Linked DNA regions of Mus musculus: region 2 is linked to region 1. The links are chromatin contacts, called in public HiChIP or PLAC-seq maps. All regions are on one chromosome and are shown on one strand. The core of a region is the stretch at or near the end of the contact, and the rest is flanking DNA. Distances in the headings are between cores, read along the strand shown.

Region 1 (3,162 bases), core at 462-2,961:
AAACTATGTTTTCACAGTGTGCCACTTTGTCTCAGCTCTGCTGCTGGACAGACAGCCACTACCATGGCTTCTAACTTTTAGACTTCTTAGAAAAGGATTAAAATTTCACTCTCTGCACCTCAACAAATATCACCTTCCCCAGCTGCTCCTCTGAAAAACACTTCTCAAGTAATTTTCCCATTTGGTCAGGTTTGCTTTGCTTACCCAGCCCTCCTTTTTGCTAATAGAATTCTTTGAAACCCCCCCCCCCCTCTCTCTCTCTCTCTATCCCTCCCTCCCTCCCTCCCTCTCATTCCTACTTTACCCTACTGTCACACAAGCAGACAGCCACTTACCGTATAGTATAATTAGCAAAATGTCTTGGGAGCACATAAGAGAAGTTTTTAACCTTGGCCATAAAAGACTTGTTGAAGGAAGCCATATTTAAACAAGACTTGTGGGATGAGTAATCATTATTTAAGCAAAGTGGGAAAATATAGGGGCCAAGAAACAAAACAGGATGTATTCAAGGAACTGAAAGTTTAGTGTCACAGCGTGTGAGGATAGAACGTGTGAGGAGAGACCAGGATGCTGAAAAAACAAGCCTTTGTCTCTTCAGATAAAAAGTTGGATTTTCTTCTGAGGCAGTGCAAAGCCTTTAAAATGTTCTCTCTGTGTGTTTTGCTGCATGGTTCAGAAGGTGTTCGAGCTGCAGTGTGGAGGACAGGCTTGTGGAGGAAGATCATAGATGATGGGCAGAGCAAGCCTGGAGGAGAAGTTGGTTATATGGCCACTGCCAAATACAGGCAAGGACCAGCAGTAAATGGCAGAAGTGGTGTGGAAGTAGAATCCTCAGAGCCATTTAGTCAAAGAAGCCACTGGGTTTGGTTGTGAGAAGATGAGGAAGACCAAAGACCCAAGATGTCACCCAAGTCACTGCCTTTACTGAGATGAACACCCAGGAGGAGTCACAGGCTCTCCAGGTCCTGACTGCAGGTCGGAGGAGCCTGTGACATCTTTCCTGCTTCATTACTGAGGTGACTCCTCCTATTCAGCCTTCAGGTCCCTACTCATAACTCCTTCCCACTTCCCGCACACACAGAGACTTAGTTAAACAATGCTTTCACTTTGTCCCTCTCTCACTCACTTCACCTCTATCACTTTCTTTGTTTCAGTGACTCTAATCATTTCTGTGTAGTCTTGAAGACACGGAGTCTGCTTATTTATTATGTGTACCCCGCACCATCCAGCAGTCAAGTTCCTGACACGTGGCAGAGAGAGGCCTCCTGAATTTTAAACCAGATAGGAATGCTTGTGGGGAGGTATTTCTGAGCAGGCATGTTGCAGAAGTAACAGGTGTGGCATCTGCCACCATCACAGCAGACACACAGGTCACTGCTCCACAGCAACACGGCTCTTCCAGCCTGGGAAAGAGAGAGAACTGACCTCTATTCAGATGGGGCTTTGCTCAACACCAAACTGCACCAAAGGTCTGGGCAAACGTCTCATCGAGGCTGTCTAGTTAGAGAACTTTCGTTCTTTCTGTAGTCACAGCTCTCAACCATCAAAAAAGATTCGGATTTTAGAAAAGCCCTCCGTGGAAACTTCAGAGTAGAAGGGACTGGTCTAACCATGAATCTATTCCTGCTCCGTGACAGAGTGAAAGTTTTAGGAGCCTGCCCTAAAACCAAGCAGTTAAAAACGGGGACCTTGTGGTCTCACATCCTGTGATTAAATCCAAGCTGCGCCACTAACAGGAGAGGTGACCTCTATTTCTGGGTCTGGGTTTCATTCTTTGAAAAGCTAAGGTAAAACACTACAGGATGGCTACAGAGCCATGGTGCCAGCAGACCTGAGTGGTGAGAGCTCTGGTTTAGTACTGCCGAGTTGTTTTGAGTTCAGTGTGAGTGGACATATATGGAAACTCCAGCTAACATTGCTTAACATATGTACTGCTGTTCCAACCACTCTTCATCTCGCTGCTATACTCACTATGGCCACACCACAGCATCCTTACTCAACCTGATCATATTTTTGAAACTGAATCTCTTTAGGTGTCTTAGTATGTCCCAGAATTCCTGAGCTCAAGGGATCATCCTGCTTCCGGTCACTCTGAGCAGTTTCAGATGGATTTTTGCTGCTATCATCAGCACCGGAAGTAAGGAAGACCACCAGGAAAGTACACATGATCTATGTTCTTTGCTAACCTGCCTCGGTGGAAGCTGCAAACCCTGCACTAGGAAGAACAAGGCAAGGGGAGTCCAAGTTCAAATGCTTTAGGTCAGACTGGTCCACCCGGTGAGACAGACCCTCATGTCAATAATTGTAAAACTTACACGTGAAAGTCTGTGTGCTTTATCTAGTGACAGTACTCATATCTTAGTAGAATGATCACTTACTTGTTTCTTTCTTTAAAAGTAAACTCGGATGCACAAGAAGACAGAAAGCTATGAAAGAACTCTCCTATAACAAAGGTCTGCCCACAGCAGACGTGGCAGGGGCTGGCCGAGGTGGAGATCAGTAAGGAGATATGAAGCACAGGGAGGGTTTCTGAGGTCACGATCCAGCACAGCTCTGCACCGCCATGTTCTGATCAGGTCGATGGGGCTGTCAATGACAGACATCGCTTGAGCAGACATTCCATGAAAATAATCTAAGCATCCGTTTCATGAATTATAAAAGACAGGCTTAAGTTTGTATTTGGAAAATTCATTCAGTTTTCAATTGTAAAACTTAAAAAGAATTGCCATTTTGTGTGTGTGTGTGTGTGTGTGTGTGTGTGTGTGTGTGTGTGTGTGTGTGTGTATGAGAGAGAGAGAGAGAGATTGAAACACAGAGAGAAAGAGTGAGGGGGAGGGGAGAAGTAGGTGGGGAGGAGAGAAAGAAATGGGTGAGAGGTGGGAACATAAATGTTATGGGTTGAGTGTGGAGGTCAAGAGGTCGGAAGACAATTTGAGTTTCGGTTTTCTTCTTCTTCTACCGTGTGGGTTTCAGAGATCAAATCAGATCATCAAGTTGGTGGCCTTATCCTGGTGCCCTTGTCCTGGTGCCCTTATCCTGGTGCTTTTGTCCTGGAAACCATCTTGTTGTCCCTTCAATTTTAAAGTATTTTTAAGAGAGAGAGAAAAAAAGTCATTGAGAAATCTGTAAGACTGTCATTAGTAAGAAGAGGTCTGTTTGGCT
Region 2 (3,162 bases), core at 488-2,987, 140 kb after region 1:
CTGGGAGAGCAGGCAGGCTGGCCAGCTCAGATACCTCTCAGGCCTAGATCCATGGCCAACCCCAACATCTACCGCATCGATGCAGGACTAGAGTATGTGAAGGGGCCTGTCATATATATATGATTGCCATGACACAGGGCAATGACAGGACATCTGAGAGGAGGCCCAGTGAGGAACTGTTATCAATAGAATAGCAGAAGCCAGAGGCCTCATACCAGACCAATAACTCATTGAAATGAACATTTGTAAGCAAAGAAGATATGGACAAAAGGGTATACTTTGGGATACAGGGTGATGCCCTACAGCTTCCACAATGAGATTATTTTTCCTTGTTGGGGGGACAGATTGCAAGGATGGGGGATGGGTATGAAGGGGGAAGATGAGTGGGATTGGGGTGCATGGTATGAAATTCACAAAGAACCAATAAAAAGTTGGGTTGTTTAAAGAAGTGTCTTGCAGACACCCACTTGGGCTCACTCAACATGGGGGTCTCATCTTATGTTGTGAGTCTTCCCTAGAGGACAGTTCTGTGCTGGGTTCTTGGGACTCACAATGAGAAGAATAGTGTGAAGATTGGTAGAGCCCAGTTGCCTTTTTGTTCTTAAAGAGCTCAGCAGAGGATACAACCAATGAAGAAGAACAGCTGGGGCAGGGCGATCACCAAGGACCAGAAAGTCTGACTCACCACCAGCCCTATACCAGAGAGATCTTTGCTAATCCCAAATGAAGAGGAGGTAGCACAGCTTTGGCTGAGTGAAGCCAAGCCTTGAAAGGGCTAGAAGGAGCCTGATGCATCTTACAAACAGAGCAGTTCATCCTACTTGGAGCCTCCTTCCTCCTAGCTCTTAGATCACCCCAGCACCTCCCTCCCCTCTCCCTGGAGATCTCCTCCTTCCTTCCCTTTCCCTTTTCCTCTCTCCCTACTTTGAGAGAGTCAGATGTTACATTACATTCTAGCACCTCTCCTCCAGCTACTCAACTCTCAAACCAACAGAGGCTTGGAGGGAGGGGAGGGGAGAATCATTTGCAGTGAATGTTGTCAGCTCTCAAAAGACCTCTGACCATCGTTTCATCTCAGGAAGCTTTTATCTCTCATGCTTACAGCACCTGCCTTCAAAGACCTAAGAGCTCACAGGTACTCTGCTGCCTTGGACCGCACATAGGATCTCATCAGTTCTCAGATCTCTGCTTTACAGATGGGAAATCGAAGCCAACAGGAGCCTCTGCTCTCCTGAGCATGTTTCTCAAGAGTTCCACCCAGCTCAGAACCACAAACATTGACTCCAGGCACTGAGCCCCAAAGAAGGACCAGAGACATTTAAGCCACAGCTTTGTGGTTCCGGGACAGACTCTGAAAATAATAAGGTTCTCCAAGTTGACTAGAGGCACGATGTCATGGCACTCATGCCCTGCCCCCTGTTGCTAGGGGGTTGTGGGGGGCGAGGACAGAAAAGGCACTGCCTTCTTTCAACTTCTTCCACAGTAATGTGTCCAGTTGCACTTAAGAGAGCATATCGAATTGCCATAGCAAGGGAAATGAAAAATAAAATCACTATTGTAAAATCCAACTGAACCGGATGCCACACCATTAATAGCATCTCCTTCACAAACACTGACTGAGGAAATCCACAAAGACCACACTGACATCAGAGCTCCCTTCTGGCTAATGACTCTGTAACCAGACAAAAGCTAAAGCAAACAGCACCTCACTTTGCCGTCAAGCCTAGGTGCATGGCCCTCCCTGGAGGGACCTTAGAGACTGACTCATGGCCCAGTGGCCCCAGCCCTGAGACCAACTGTACAGTGCATCCAAGTTGGAGCCTGTGTCTTTGAGGGCAGTGCCTACTGCAAAGGGCCGGCAGAGGCAGAGAAGGTGGCGGCGGTGCCTGCTGCTGCTGCTGCTGCTGCTGCTGCTGCTGCTGCTGCTGCTGCTGCTGCTGCTGCGGTGGGGCTGACGTAAGGGATCTGAGTTTGCAGGCAGGTGTTGCTCAGGCTTCTTGTTCTCGAGGAATACCATGAACAGTTCAGATAAGGGAGAGTCACCTGACTCCAGACACAGGATTCGAGCCCAGGGCCTTGGATTGCAGCTACAGGGGAGGGAACTCTGGCTGATCTCTCCCTGCGGAATGGCTGGTGACATTCAGAAAACCACCATCACAAAACTCTGATGGTAATTTTATTCACAATTTCCGTGGCTTTCTGGAGGAGGCTGCGTTTGCTCCATGAATAATCACAGAGAATGTGCTGCTGTGTTCCGCCCCCCAGATGTGGAATTAAATCATTCTTTCAATCATGTATTCCCTGTGCCTAAAAACAAAAGGCTACTTATGTTGCATAGAATCAGCACTGGAACATTCAAAGGAGTCTGTAATTCCAGAACATTTGATTTTTATAAATTTATAGGCATCAAAATAGCCTGAATCGGATAATATGAGAATCTTTAAAAACACTGGGATCTTTTAAACTATATTTTGCAAATTAAAAAAAAAAAGAAGAAGAATTGAATTTCAGTCTGTGGGCTCGTAATAAATTTAAAAGAAAGAATTAGAATATAGACTCATGCATGTGGGCAGCCTATCAGGTTCCCACCTCTGGATGAATTCCTACACAGAGTTGGCTACACTTGTTACTATCAAGTGATAATGTTGGCCAGAAATGTGTGCTTTCTGTAAAAGGAAAGACCCACCCCAACACCTTCCATTATGTCTTTTAATGTACTTAACACAAGTGTTAAGTACATTAAGGTGTCGAAGAAATGCTGCCAACACCCAATCACTCATTCTAAGGTTTGTTTTGCTTTGCTTTGGGGTTTTTTTGTTTGTTTGTTTGGGGTTTTTTGGTTTTTTTTGTTTGTTTGTTTTTCTTTTTGTTTGTTTGTTTGTTTGTTTGGGGTTTTTTTTTTGTCACTTTGTTTGAGCTAGGTACTGCTAGGCTAGGCTCTGAAGATTCAGAGGATAACAAAACAGACAGGAAAGTCTCTGTCTTGGGTCTCTATTTTAATGTCTTCTAAATTATCACCAACAGAACACAGAGGAGGAGCACTGAGATCATAGATCACAGGCCACCCACCTTCAGAGTCTGCCCTCAAGCGGGAGGGGAGATGGAGGAAAAGGATCTAGCAAGGAGGCTATTGCTTTGCTGCAGCCCGTTTCTTTGGAAACA

The links. HiChIP or PLAC-seq counts read pairs in DNA pulled down with a chosen protein or histone mark.
Region 2: a contact with region 1 is called in a BATF HiChIP or PLAC-seq map of CD8 T cells, with 9 read pairs. The contact joins two enhancer-like sites. A contact is called at or near these places in 2 of 39 promoter capture datasets (cranial neural crest and hippocampal neurons), 1 of 484 Hi-C or Micro-C datasets (undifferentiated spermatogonia) and 2 of 115 datasets of contacts at active chromatin or transcription factors (the 230-238 cell line and CD8 T cells).

Annotation. Positions count from the first base shown.
Region 1 is chr14:78,318,725-78,321,886 of GRCm38.p6, forward strand. No RefSeq gene overlaps it. Among named protein-coding and RNA genes, the nearest start is that of Gm30662, 12 kb to the right of the region's middle. Within about 2 kb of position 1,712, at least 18 of the 459 cell types and tissues checked have an H3K27ac peak or open chromatin away from gene starts, as enhancers often do. A contact at or near this core is called in the 230-238 cell line and CD8 T cells, where this site is marked.
Region 2 is chr14:78,457,599-78,460,760 of GRCm38.p6, forward strand. No RefSeq gene overlaps it. Among named protein-coding and RNA genes, the nearest start is that of Akap11, 78 kb to the right of the region's middle. Within about 2 kb of position 1,738, at least 65 of the 459 cell types and tissues checked have an H3K27ac peak or open chromatin away from gene starts, as enhancers often do. A contact at or near this core is called in the 230-238 cell line and CD8 T cells, where this site is marked.